Regions from separate parts of the Mus musculus genome. Here regions 1 and 3 are each linked to region 2. A link is a contact called in public HiChIP or PLAC-seq data. All regions are on one chromosome and are shown on one strand. The core of a region is the stretch at or near the end of the contact, and the rest is flanking DNA. Distances in the headings are between cores, read along the strand shown. Region 1 has its middle 14 kb from the start of Gm31458. Region 2 overlaps Trio (triple functional domain (PTPRF interacting)). Region 3 has its middle 45 kb from the start of Dnah5.

The links. HiChIP or PLAC-seq counts read pairs in DNA pulled down with a chosen protein or histone mark.
Region 1: an HNF4G HiChIP or PLAC-seq map of pancreatic cancer cells shows a contact between it and region 2. The contact joins two enhancer-like sites. A contact is called at or near these places in 3 of 484 Hi-C or Micro-C datasets (B cells, the C2C12 cell line and muscle stem cells) and 4 of 115 datasets of contacts at active chromatin or transcription factors (bone marrow-derived macrophages, differentiating embryonic stem cells, embryonic stem cells and 1 more).
Region 3: a contact with region 2 is called in an HNF4G HiChIP or PLAC-seq map of pancreatic cancer cells. The contact joins two enhancer-like sites. A contact is called at or near these places in 18 of 115 datasets of contacts at active chromatin or transcription factors (VIP interneurons, bone marrow-derived macrophages, differentiating embryonic stem cells and 12 more).

The regions. Positions count from the first base shown.
Region 1 is chr15:28,078,112-28,082,973 of GRCm38.p6, forward strand. No RefSeq gene overlaps it. Among named protein-coding and RNA genes, the nearest start is that of Gm31458, 14 kb to the left of the region's middle. Within about 2 kb of position 3,215, at least 67 of the 459 cell types and tissues checked have an H3K27ac peak or open chromatin away from gene starts, as enhancers often do. A contact at or near this core is called in muscle stem cells and pancreatic cancer cells, where this site is marked.
Region 2 is chr15:27,941,949-27,946,586 of GRCm38.p6, forward strand. All of the region lies in intron 1 of Trio (triple functional domain (PTPRF interacting)), which reads right to left. Among named protein-coding and RNA genes, the nearest start is that of Gm29975, 51 kb to the right of the region's middle. Within about 2 kb of position 1,688, at least 98 of the 459 cell types and tissues checked have an H3K27ac peak or open chromatin away from gene starts, as enhancers often do. A contact at or near this core is called in muscle stem cells, oligodendrocyte precursor cells, pancreatic cancer cells and 1 more, where this site is marked.
Region 3 is chr15:28,156,197-28,160,707 of GRCm38.p6, forward strand. It overlaps a transcript of Dnah5 not described here. Among named protein-coding and RNA genes, the nearest start is that of Dnah5, 45 kb to the right of the region's middle. Within about 2 kb of position 3,200, at least 278 of the 459 cell types and tissues checked have an H3K27ac peak or open chromatin away from gene starts, as enhancers often do. A contact at or near this core is called in oligodendrocyte precursor cells, pancreatic cancer cells and stem cell-derived neural progenitor cells, where this site is marked.

The DNA of each region.
Region 1 (4,862 bases), core at 1,965-4,464, 140 kb after region 2:
AAATTTCTAAAAATATCCCATTAAGAAAATCTCACATTTTTGGATCCATTTCTGATCAGATAGGCACTCAGGTGGCTTCCATATTATGAATTCTACTGCTATAGATGTTTGTGTACACTCTTGAGTTTGTTCTCATCTTCCTAGGTTACATTCCTTGGAATGAAAATCCTGACTTCCCTAACTCCATGTCTGGTATTTTTAGAGAACCACTTCACTGTTTTCCAAGGTCCTGCATAGTTTTATATTCTGATGATAACAAACTGTGTGTTTCTGGTTAGGTATGTATCCAGAACAAGAAAGCCACAGACACAGAAAGTGGATTAGTACATATATGGAGTTGGTGGGGGTAGGAAATAGGAAGGAGGGAGCCCTCTTCTGCACCTAGCCACACCCACTTGTTATGCTTCTCTGTTTTGATCTGAGATATCCCAGAATGGAAAACAATTGGCTCCTTATGCTTTTGACTTAGATCCCCTTTAAAAGTTATGACTTTGGGCATCGTTTTTATATACTCACTGGCAGTTTACATATTCTTTTGGAGAAATATCAATTCAGGCACTTGATAAATTGGCATTTATTTCTTTACATTATTAATTTTTAAGTTGTTCCAATATATTCTAGCTACAAGTCCTTTGTCATATATATAGTTTGCAAGTATATCTTTGCATTCTCCATGTGCTTCTCGTTTCCACTGAACCACAAAGTTTCAAATTTTAATTTATTTATTAAAGTGTTTTTTTTAATGTACATTGTTTAATTTAGTTTCTCTACCATGTTTTCTCTAGGAATTTTAGAATTTTACCTGTTTGTGTTTAGAAATGTTTTATTTTAAATTATTATTATTATTTATTATTATTATTATTCGTTATTATTACTACTACTATGACTACTACTATTTGGTGTGATATAAAAACTCCATTTTCTATTTTTTTCTTTTAAAAGAATTATTGATTTTATTTTATGTATATGAGTACACTGTTGGCTCTCTTCAGACACACCAGCAGAGGGCATTGGATCCCATTTATAGATGGTTGTGAGCCACCATGTAGTTGCTGGGAATTGAACTCAGGACCTTTGGAAGAGCAGTCAGTGCTCTTAACTGTTGAACTATCTCTTCAGCCCAGCAAAATTTATTCTAAAAACCCTTTATAGAATAAGAAAATAAGATAACACTCTTTGTTCTCTCTAGTCTCCTGTATTTTCTTTCATTTTAATTCAATTTTTAAAAAGATTTGATTTTTACCTTTTTAATGATATGTATGTGGTTTGTGTCTGAAATCTAGAAGAAGGTGTTAGATCCTCTGGTGCTGGGTTACAGGTACATGTGAGCTGCCCAGTGTGGGCATGGGGGACTGAGCTCAACTCCTCTGAAAGAACATTGCGTGTTCTCCACTGCTGCAGTCATCTCTCCATTCAAGCCATCTTTCCATTCAAGTTCATCTACTCAGAAAATACTTACTGAGACTATATGTAATAGTAAAGTAATTTTAAGAAATTACTGGAGATGGACTGTTCTGTAGAATAATTTTTTTTCTCACCCTTAGATGACATTGAATTTCACTTCCCTTTTCTCTCAGTGTGAGTTATAAACAATTTATACTTCTTATGGAGTTAAATTAATGTATTACGACCAATGAGGGTGGCATTTCACATCTTTAATTGAGGTATGGAAGATATCTTCCATTTAATAAACTCGAGGCATTGGTGATGACCATTTAAGCCATCAGCTCTCAGGTTATAGGGATGGATATATAACATATCATTCTATGTGTTGTAAAGTCACCTTTAGAAAAGTGGTAATGTAGAATATAAAAGTAAAAAAATAATACTTTTAACATTGAGTAATATCTTTTGAATGTTTGGGATCAGACTAAGTGTATATATATATATTTGGTTTTTCGAGACAGGGTTTCTCTGTATAGCCCTGGAACTCACTTTGTAGACCAGGCTGGCCTTGAACTCAGAAATCTGCCTGCCTCTGCCTCCTGAGTGCTGGGGTTAAAGGTGTATTTCATGTGGTCTATAAGTGCCCTGCCATGAGTTATATTCCTAGCTCTGCCAAGTGCAGTTACTTTTGGGTGTTGGGGGAATGTAGTAGTTTGAGACAGCATCTCCTTGTGTAGCCCAGGCTAACCTCAAACTTAGGATTCTCCTGATTGAGCCTCTTGAGTGCTGGGGCCACAGGTTTATGTTACTATGTATAACCCTCAGGTGATCGTCAAAGTCTACCTCCTAAATGTTGAATTTAGAAGACTTTTGTCCTGGTATGTAAATACCTAGTGTCATGAATAAGGCTACGTATCATCCCTAATATACCAGAGAGACTTTATTATGTCCAATATTCTTTCAGAAAGGAGATAATGTCACTTAAATTAAGTGGTAAGGAGATGATTGGAATTCTGGGAAAGGGAAGGCAGGACAGACAGACAAGCTACACCAGATCCAGTGGAGATCCTTTATCCTGAAGTCTCTAACTTTCTGGAAGAGGATGCTCCTCTAGTATTCCAGCCTTTCTTGCTAGAAGAATGGCCCATTCAGGGAAGTCATGCTCTTCTCACTGCTGAACAGAACAAGCCAAAGGAACCAGGACGCTCTTTCAGTTTGCCCAGTTGAGGTAAACTGGTTTGAATCTCCTTGGTCCATGACAATGGTGGCTTTCCCAACTTCCATGCATCTTTCCAAAGGGATGGGGTGGAAAAGGAGGAGGTGGCAGGTGTGCCTGGCCACTCCCATCGTTTTCTTTCTTTTTATTCCAGGCACCCAGTGGGCTCTTTTAGTGCAATAAAGTAAGTATCTTAGTTCATTTATGCCCCTATAACAGAACATCACTGTCTTATAAACATGCTAATACAAATTTATTGCTGGAAGCTCTGGAGGGTGCAAGTTCTAGGCTAGGGACACCAACAGTTTCAGTATTTGATAAAGCTCACTGTCATCTTCTTGCAATATGGAGCCTTGAAATTTGCCTGAACCTTTACATAACAAAAGGCAGAAGGGTAAGAGACAAGAGGGGGCCAAACGGATCCTGTCATAATGGTATTATCCCCACCTGTTATAGTTGAACACTCTTGGCCTAATTGGTTTTTTTGGTTACACTTCCTCATTCTGTTACAATTGCAATTAAATTCCAACACGGGGTTTGGAGATGACAAATGTTGAGATCATAGCATTAGGACAAAAGACTTCAAAGTCCTTGCCGGCTAGAGCCAGCGAGGGTCAGACATCACGTGAAGAAAGCTCTGAAACCACAGTTAGATGTGGTTTTCACGAATGAGTCAGCTGTGGAATGAGACAGTTCAGCTTGACTACTACGTCACTACCTGGCAGAGGATAAGAGGTCAGAAAACAGCAGCTACTCCGAGACAGACTTGTGGGTAGGGCATCCTGACACTTCAGATTGGTGGAGTGCAGCATCTTGTCACTTCCAAACCCTAACTCAGACACAGAAAATAATTTTCAAAGTGTTAAAGATAGCTAACTAGCCAATAAACACCAACATTACTAGACCAATCCAATAGCATTATTTATTGAAGTTTTAAAGTGTCTACAAATTCATGTCAGATACGTTCGTTTTTAGGTCAATATGGTTTAGTATAAGCAAAGCTCTATTATAGATATCCATTTCTATATTTTATTTATAACTACTATTTTGTGTCTTTAAAATATTTTATTTAAAATATTATGTGTATATGTGCAACTATCTCTTTCTCTCTGTGTGTTTGTGTGTGCACACACATATACATTAGTGGAATGCTCATGGAGTTCAGAAGGTGTCAGATCACATGGAGCTGCAATTCCAAGCCCTTACGAGCTCCCTGACGTGAATGCTCAGCACTGAACACGAGTCTTCTATAAGAGCAGGTTATATTATGTATCACAGAGTTACCTCGTCCGCCTTCTATTTCATATTTAGTTAGTCCATTGTGCTACTAGATATTATCACTAAAAAGTTTGATTTATAGTATCAATTGGTTTGCAGTTGAAAATCTCAAGTGAAGATAGTAGAACGAATTCTCCCTCATAGACCCATTTGTATGGCTCCTTTGATGTCAAAGACTTTGAAAATAATAAGCATACGGACTGGAGAGGTGACTTAGATGTCTTCTGGAAGACCAGGGTTCAATTTCCAGCTCCCACCTGGCACCTCAAAACTCTCTGCAATTCTAGTTCCAGGGGAATCTGACACCCTCACACAGACATACATTCCAGCAAAACACCAAGATAAATAAAATAAAGACAAACCAATCTTTAAAAATTACAAAAGTAAATAAGCAGTGTAATACCATAGCCATTGATGGATCGATGGTTTTAAAATTTTATTTTAGGCTTATTTATTTTATTACTTCATGTGTGTACATGTGTACCTGGTGTCTGCGGAGGTCAGAAGAGGACATTGGATTCTCTGGAACTAGAATTATAGATGGTTGTGAACCGCCATGTGGGTGTTGGGAAAAGAACCCAGGTCCTCTGCAAGAACAACAAATGCTTTTAACAGCTGCGTCAACCCTCCAGCTCTGCCAGTGTGTTTGATTCCAACAGGCCTTGTACCACTGTGGATGACTTAGGAATTTCCTGAGTTTTTCATCAGACAGTCATCTTGCTTTGCAGGGCAGTCTGCTGGTACACGTTGATGCCTTGCCACTTCTGATGCTATTATATTTTAGGTGTAAGAATGTCCCCCATTGGGTTTGAATATTTGATCTTCTGCTTTTGGGATTTTTTTTTTTTTTTTGAGAGGTTTCAGAGCCTTTGGGAGGTAGGGCCTCGCTGGAGGAGATGGATCTTTTTTGAGTTTGGGGTTAGAGTGGGCTTTGAGACTTAGCCTGGCCCTAATTCCTGTCTGAGCTGTTCTTTCTTTCCTT
Region 2 (4,638 bases), core at 438-2,937:
TCTAACTGAAGCACGGAACAGAAGGGAGGGAATTGTACTTACTCCCCTGAATAAGAATCTCTGTGGTGTCGAAGAGGGCCCGGGCCATTGGAAAACTCTGCACTGATCCTACCGTGCACATTCAAAAGACTCTTCTGGTTGAAACCAGAAACTTCAGTGAGAGAAAAGCTCAGATTCCTGGGTTTACTCATGGCGAAGCCGTGCCAACCTTGCAACAGGTGAGAGAGCGACGCACAATAACCCTACTTAAAGGCTGGGACACACGGACAAATGTGCACACCACAGAATGGGAGAGGCCATCCACAGGTGCATGTGAGGCAGCCCCACAATGACAGGAGAGCTGCCTGGCAAATGTTGTCTCCTCTCTGACTCTGGGGACGCACTGGCTTTTCCAGGCCCGGTGTCAAAAATGTGTCAGTGTTTGCTCAGAGTTTGACTCACGATTCCCAGTGGTAAAGCAATTCAAAGGCAGACCAGTTCTGTTCTCTGCCCACCTCAGCCCCCTGCCTGTCTGAAGCTGCCACCTCCGCTAAGCTCTGTATTTAACTTGGAGGTGCCCACCTCTTGGCCCCCCTTAGATTCTGTGCCTTCATCTGGGCCTCCCCTGGCTGTCCTAATATAGCCCAATACACCTGCCTATCCCCGGTCTTAAGTCTCATGTTCCCTGTGTTTACAGCTCCAGCATCTGCAGCCTCCCTCTGGAAATCCGCCCACTCCTTCTTACTCCAACCCAACCAGAGCAGATAGCAGAACATGGAGCCAGCTCCTGGCCAGTGTGATGGGTAAAGGATTCAACGCTTTGCCATGAGAGATACAACTGGGATAAATGTTCCATAAGTCAGTGAGAACTTCCTACTTATTTCAATGGCTGATTCTTACCCTCAATAGCCTTCATATCATAGAGTACTGCCACAATACGGAACAAAATAAAGTATAGGCTATGCTGAGAATAGGCTATGCTTAGAATTCAGAAAGTGGGTCATAAATGTTTACTTTTAGTAATTCTATAAAGCCTCACAAAGGAAAAAAAACAACAACAACAACAACAAAAAAAAAAAACCTCCTCTGCCAGCCTTAAAGGAAAGTGTGTGGACCACTACAGGTGAGGCGGCCTTCTCCATGATTGCCAACCACAAACAGAAAACCCTATACGTTTTCTGCGTCAAATCATAAAGTAAGAAGTGAGCATTTCAAAGTGCATATCTGAAACTGGTTGTTTCAAATATCACGCATCTATCATCCAATCCGGTAAGCATCTTTTGGGGGGGGGGGAAGGAGGGGCTGGTGAGATGGCTCAGCAGTTAAGAGCGCTGACTGCTCTTCCTAAGGTCCTGAGTTCAAATCCCAGCAACCACATGGTGGCTCACAACCATCCGTAACGAAATCGGATGCCTTCTTTTCGAGTGTCTGAACATAGCTATAGTGTACTTACATATAATAAATAAATAAATCTTTAAAAGAAAAAGAAAAAAGGAATCCCCCCCCCCACCGCCCCACCAGGTGTTAAAGACTTTAAGGTCTAATGAAATGGGTAAGACATCAGTCCTTGAGTTTTATGTCCCTGGCCTTATGTTAGATAATAGGCCCAAGGCATTATACATTAAAGTGCCTTGCCACCACCGGCAGCTAAATAGTGCAGCCTGGCTTTGGGCTCTGAGTCACCCCTCCCTGAGAGCATTCCTTCTGCCAAGCACGGCCCCACATATGGCATTGTTGCTGCACCAATGAATTCGCTGAACAGAACAGAAGAGGCTCAGATGAGGCCTTTGCTGCTTTCCCACAAGTACCTCTATTAGGGGCTCTAGACTGCAGGCATGCCTATAACAGAGTCAATATCACCACCACCACCTCCACCTCCACAGGCAACAACAACAACAGATAACAAAAAACTGTATGGAAGCAAGGGAGACACTGCCAGCTCACAAAGTCAACAAGGTCTTTTAGTAAACCTAATTACATTCACCGTGCGTGTCTGACTCACGGCAAACGCTAGAGGCGAATCCACCTGCTGATACTTCTCGTCTGTGTCTCCACGTGACATACCTCTTGCCAGAAATCACGTTCTCATTAGTTCCAAATAGTCTTAGAATAGAAGAGAGCAGTGAGTCCGGCATGTGCGACTTCCTTCTAATCAAGCGCCGCAGACGTGCAGGAGGATGAATTAAAGCCTCCTTAAGCTGGACACACACACACACACACACACACACGCACGCAAGGAGGAGGGAGGGGCTGCTAGCACTGAAGAGTATCTTCTAAAACAGTTCATTTCATGTCAAAAGGTTGCATGGGCTGGCCACACCAAATGCCGAAGAATAGTGCAGTGAATGCAGACTGGAAAGAACAAGCATCAGAAGAGGCAGGACAGACAGACAGACTGTCTGACACCTAGAACACTAACCGAGAGAAAAACCTCAGGGAAGCAGCTGGACAGAAAGCAATGGTAGTGTGAGCACCCTCACACATCACAGAGAGGGACAGAGCTTGATCTAAACTCTTCCTGCTTGTCCTGAGAAGAGGAGTGTCACCAGCTGGGCTCCGCTGGTGTGGTCAAGCCCGCATGCACACATGTGCACACACACACATGTGCAAATACATCATACACACATATAAACACACACATACATGTGTACACACATGCGCACACATACACCTTGTCCAGTGAGGTGTACAGAAGTAAGGTGAGGACCTTGCTTCCCATTTCTGGTTTATTCTCCAGAAGTGCTGAGGGAACGTAAGGTCAGGCTGCCTGTCAGTACCCTGTGCATCCTCTTCACCTCTAGCGCTGCGTTTGTTGAAGAGTGAAAACGCAAACTTGATTGTTCTCTGAACTGGCAGACAACATGGGAATCTCTTGTGAGGATCCACAAAGGGAAAACCCACAGCCAGGTTAAATACTATTTTTAAACAAAAAACAACTGCGAAGACTCGAGATTTGCCCTTACTAGTGACTTGAGATTTGCCCATACTAGAGCTTGCTCTGTTCTACGGCAACAGCCTTGTCCCTATGCTCAGATACAAAGGTGAAGAAAAGAGGGTGCCTCCATCTTCATTACGTGAGTGACCCAGATGCACACCTGAGGCCATGCTGATGGAGCTGGAAAACACTGAGTAGAGTGGGTAGGGCAGCAGTCTGCCCTGAGCTGAGGGCACAGACGGCACATCATTGCACTCCACATCTGAGTCGTGCACTGCGGCAGCCTTTGTGTCGTGCCACGTTCTTGCGTGTGTACCCCCACCTAGCAGGGTTGCATGAGGAGGCTTGTGCCTGCACAGAGTAAGCACTACAAGCGACTCTGAGCAGTTCATTATCATCACTATCACTTGAAGCACTATCGGAATCATGTCGCATAATTTAGGTTTACTAGGAAAAAAAGTTGTAGCACTCAAATGTATTGAACTGTTGTGGAAAAATGTTCCAAGCTGCCAATGTGCTGTCACTCATGTCACACCCATGGCACCAACAGGTTGCGCTGCTAGTGTAAATGGCATATCTAAACGTATAAACCTATAAGTAAATATAAATCTAATGACACAGGGTCTGAAAGAAGAGAGAACCAAGAAACCAAAGTGAGCAAGTCAGTGTGTGCCTGGCTACTCCTCAAAGCCGTCCACAGGCAGGCAGTCTCAGGATGGGAAAGGCAGCCATATCCACAACAAGCCAGTTTTAGCCCCGTGTAGCAAGCAAGCACGCTTCAACTAAGCAGAAGGCTCTTGGGGTCCTCAGAGCGTGCCGTTTAGTTCTAAGTAGGGACAAAGGCAGAAATTGTCTGCTCGCTCCCAGCACATCTGCTAAGAAAGCCTAATTCAGCAAATTGTTTTACAGACCAGAAATTCTGTGAACACGCTACAAAATTATGTAAAGCCTCAAGTCCCGCCTACCCCTCCCTTTTACTGTGTTTCCTTACAGTGGCGCCTTCTAATTCCTGGTGACAGAGTCACACTTATGATGCTCAAGGACACATTATCAAGTGGAGGATACACACGGGTACATATGCACCAAGTGTTCATGAAAAGGGTCCTTGCAGTTAATATGGAAGGAAGGTATTTGCAAAAGAGCCTTAGCCCATAAATCTATCACTTGTTTGTTTATAATCTACATGAAAAGCAAAACAGGAGATGCAGACAGACAGCAGAGCCTAAATTTTAACACTAGCATCTCTCTCTCTCACACACACACACAAAGGTAACACTCTTCTTTCAGCTGATCACCAGTTTAATTACTCACTCTAGAGACCCATGAACTCATAAAAACTTGTTCCACAACTCACAAAAGTGTAAACTTGTACCATATCATATTCCAGTATGAGGTTTGTCAGCATCTCCTAACAAAGAAGAAACCAGTTTCGTCTGTAAAATGGGAGGAAAAATGAAGAAGAGAAGCCAAATTTGCATCCTACCAAATACAAGCCACTAATAAGCTTGCATATCCCTGTATAAGCCAAATAAATACAAGCTATCTGCAGACTTTTCACTTTCTGGGGCTGAGTCAGAGTCCTCATCGGGTAGGAAGCCTGTCTAGAGAATGCACACGGGCCCACCCGCATGTCAGGCTCACCCTGGATGGAAAGGTACCCACTCCCTGCAGCTCAGAGTCTTAGACCCTGCTGGCTGGTTAACAGAGGCTTGGCTTGGATCTGC
Region 3 (4,511 bases), core at 1,950-4,449, 220 kb after region 2:
ACTAACAGAAAGCATTGTAATAGTAGCTATTGTGGAGTGGCTAAATGAAGCTAAGTGAAGGACACATTTTCTCAGATGAGTATCTTTTCTTGGTTAAGAGAACACAAAGTCTGTTCCTATCAGGTTTCCTGAATACAATGCATTGTTACAAACTCAAGTCATCAACTTGCAGAATAGATGTCTTAACCTTACTATTACATTTAATTGGAATTTTCTACCCTTCCTTTGACCTCTCTCCAAACTCTTGTGAGTTGCTGCCTCCAGAGGATTCTACCCATTCAACATTTTAGATTCTGCCCGAGAAATGTCGCAGAATTTCTCTGTAAATATTTAATACCTTGTTTAAAAGCTGCTGTTTTGTATTGTGAGCATCTCATTATGGGAAGCATGTTAATATTGTTATTGTATAATTTATATATCATAAATACCTAGCATTTATAATAAGTCTATTTCAGCAAAAGTGAATGCTTGGTTCATTATAATTTTTTCAGTGACCCTCTGATTTTCATCAAAATCTGTCAAAGCAAATAGAGACCCTGAAGTGGCAAATGAGGCAAACCCTGGAAACCACAAATGACTCGACTTAAATTTACATGCTGTGAGACCACAAATGCTTTCCAAGTGTTATCTTGTAAGGATGTGTGGCACACACTCCTGTTAGCTTCATCCTGAACTCTTCTGCACTGACAATTGCTTGCTTCAAAATTTCGCTGCTACATCCTTTGCCTCTAATTTTCTCTTGGTGTGAATCTGTGAAGCTAGAGGAGTTAAAATGATCAGGTGTGCTGTTTTAGGTTTGGGTGGTGCTGGGATCTGATCAAGGCCCTTGCACATTCTAGGACTCTTCCAGCCGAGCTACGTTGTCAACCCTTGGGTTTTGTTGCTTCTGGTTTTGGTTTTGTTCTTTGGAGGTGTGTCTTACTGTGTAACCCAGGTTACCCTCAGACTCTTTTTCGTCCTGTCTCAACCTTCAGACAAGAACCTCCATGCACCGCAAATGTTTCTTGTTCAACAGCATAACAAAAAAGCTAACTTGATATGTGTCTTTTTACCTATCAAGTTTGTAAGCCCTCCAGCTTCCAAAACATTGTTGAAAACTATGTTTATGGGCTGCTAAGAAGGCTCTGGGGTGAAGGCACTTAGCACCATGCTTGAAGACCTGAGTTCAAGTTTTCAGGACTCACATGGTGGAAGAAGAGAACCAATTTCTCAAAGTTCTCCTCTGACCTCCACATATGCACTTTGACATGTGTGCACATGCATTCACGGAATAGACAAAAACAAACAAAGAGATGTAATAAAAAGTTAAACTGTATCTTTACAAATTAATGGTGAAAAAATAGGTTTTTAAAGGGATATATTTCTATGAGTACATACAGAATGCAAAAGTAAAAGCATACAACAAAGTACTGCTATCATTTCTAGCTAGTAACTTTAAACAGGATTTTATTTTTTCTTTATTTAAAAACTTCCTTTAATTGCCAGCTGAAGTGGCTCATACCTTTAATCCCTGAAATCAGGAGGCAGAGACAGGTGGAGCTCTTTGAGTTTGAAGCCTTCTTGGTTTACATAGTGAGTTCTAGGACAGCCAGGGCTATGTAGAGAAACCCTGCCTTTTTTCCCCCTGTAATAAATTCATGTATATACAGTTTTGTATCTAGAAAAGGTACATAGGATAATGTTTTTAGGTTGATTGAATATACCAATAATATTTCTACACTGAAGAAAACATATCTGTGATCTCGGTGTTTAGGAAGGAGGCAAGCCGGGCGGTGGTGGCGCACGCCTTTAATCCCAGCACTTGGGAAGCAGAGGCAGGTGGATTTCTGAGTTCGAGGCCAGCCTGGTCTACAAAGTGAGTTCCAGGACAGCCAGGGCTACACAGAGAAACCCTGTCTCAAAAAAACCCAAAAAACAAACAAACAAACAAAGGAAAGGAGGCAAAAGGGGTTTAAGTTTTCAGCCAGCTCGGGCTACATCAGGAATCTTTGTCTTAAAAAACAAAAACAAATAAGAAACATAATATCCCTTCTAGAAATTTACATCCTATGGGAGTATCCTGTGGTAATTACATGATGGATCATATCTTTGTAAATACTTTCTATAATTCTTTGTCTCCCCAGCCAAGCAAGCAGCTTCTAGTTTATGTAAGTCATTGGTGGGAAAGGTTTGCAGGTCAGCGAGAAGAACGGAGAGAGAAACAGAAGCAGGACTCAGTTGTTTTGTGGTAACACCACACAACATCATTCCCTCAGTGCTACTCCGTGTTAGCATTGACCCTAAGCCAAGGTTGACAGGGACAAGATTTTTGGCAGCTCTGGAGAATTATCATCAATACTGCAAAAGGTGTGTTTCTGTGGTTATAGACACTGAAGTAAAAATATAATGCATACGGTGTCATGTTGCTGAAAACTGACCTCATAGAACTTAACCTTCCCTAGGGAGGGCAGAACTCCCGTCTCCCTCATGTCTGGGTAATGGGACTCATGAAGCTGGTCTCAGAATCAGAGAGAAGATCCTGCAAACATAGCTATTTCTAAGAACCGCATCTTTCTTGGCTGCTTTAAGACTCCAGGCGGAAGCTCACCTGTTACATTTTCCCATTTTGTCATGCTTAGCTCTTTCCTGGCTCGGGGCCACCGGGGAGTGTATTTATACCTCTATGCTGTTTGCATTTGGCTTTGTCTTGTGGCCTTCAACAAACAGGTTAAAAAAAAAAAAAAGAGTGGAACGGCTCTAGGTTACTTTATTTAGGAATGAAAGCCAGCGGCTGAACTCGAGCGTAAATCATCTGCCAAGGATATTTTTATCTCCCGGATTGCTTCATCTCCAGGGAACCAGCCTGGAGAGCTGGGTGGCTCCCTTTGTCTGCTCCATCCAGGGCAAGCCCGTCCCCCCAGCCCCGCCCCACCTGTGCTCGGAAGGCCGAGGAGCTGGCTGGCTGGGTGTTTTTCTTTTGCTTTCACTTCTCTCTAGAGAAAATACTTAGAAAGTGAGGCTGGAAGTATTAACTACACTTGAGCAGTTCGGTTCAATTCAGCAAACACTTGTGAAGTGCCGACTGTGTTTAAAGTACAACGGCTCATTCTGCGGAAGAGTCCTTCTCTCCTTCAGTGTCTTAGTAATCTCCCCATTCCTGTCGTCTCCCTTTCTCTTTTTTTCCTCTCCCTCCCTCCATTTTCCCCGCCCTCCCTCGCTCCCTCCTACTCCTCCCACTTCTTTCTGTCCCTTCCCCTCCTTTCAGTCCCTTCCTTTCCCTGCCCTCTCTCCTCTACCCTCTGTCCCCTTCCTTCTCTCCCTCTCTCCCTCTCTTCTCCCTCCTTCACTCTGTCCTTTCCTTCCCATTTTGCTTTTGTCATTTTATTTTTCCTCTTTCCCTTTCTCTCTCCTTCCTCCATTTCTTTGCCTCTTTCCTCTTTTCCTTCATATAGATTGCCTTCTCTCTCTCTCTCTCTCTCTCTCTCTCTCTCTCTCTCTCTCTCTCTGTGTGTGTGTGTGTGTGTACAGCAAGTAGGATTACTTTGCATGCGCATGTTTGCACAGCCAGAGACTGTCTCTTTGTGGTGTTTCTGTAGTTTTAATTTGCATGTGAGTATTGGCCATAGTCTGTCTTTCTGTCTCTTTCTCTCTCTCCCTGTCTCTTCTTCTCTCCCTCCCAGCCCCCTGTGTGTGCACACGCATAGATTTACTTTGCATGTTTGTATATTGGCCAGAGCCTGCCCTCCCCCACCTCTTTCTCTATGGAAGTTTACTTTGTGTGTATGTGTACTGGCTGTGTGTGTGTGTGTGTATGTGTGTGTGCACATACATGCGTGTGCATGCACACAAGTGTGTGTGTGCAGATTTACTTTGCATGTTTGTATATTGGCCAGAGCCTGCCCTCCCCCACCTCTTTCTCTATGGAAGTTTACTTTGTGTGTATGTGTACTGGCTGTGTGTGTGTGTGTATGTGTGTGTGTGCAGATTTACTTTGCATGCACATGCATTGGCTGCCATGGAGGGAGGTCTTTCTTCTATCAGTCTCTAACTTATATTTTGTGACTGGGTTTCTCAAGGAGCGGTGGTTCAGGTCGGCCAGCGGGTCTGAGAGCCTCCAGGCTCTTGCTGCCTCTTCCTGCTGCTGCTGGGTTTGGGTTTATGGGTGTGAGCCTCTGCACTTCAGCTTTCCATGGGTACTGAGGTCTGAATTCACATCCCTAGCTTGTGCAGCCAGCCCTTTCCCCGTTGACTCACGCCTGCAGCCTGCCCACATTCTTATAAGCCCTTGTCCCAAGTTTCTATCATAACTCTAGTGCTCCTCAGATGCTTGCTCTGAAATGAATGGCATTTTACTTCATTTTTCTTTTAAACAAATAACAAGCAGTTATGGAGCCTGATTGCTGTTTATGACTGACTTACAGTGAGACCGTCTTCAGGAGATGGGATACTGGTGTGGTATTTGTTAAACTCCATGTGATACATCTGCCCAGAGTTAGTACTCTACATTGGCTTAGTAGTGAAAGCTGTAGGTG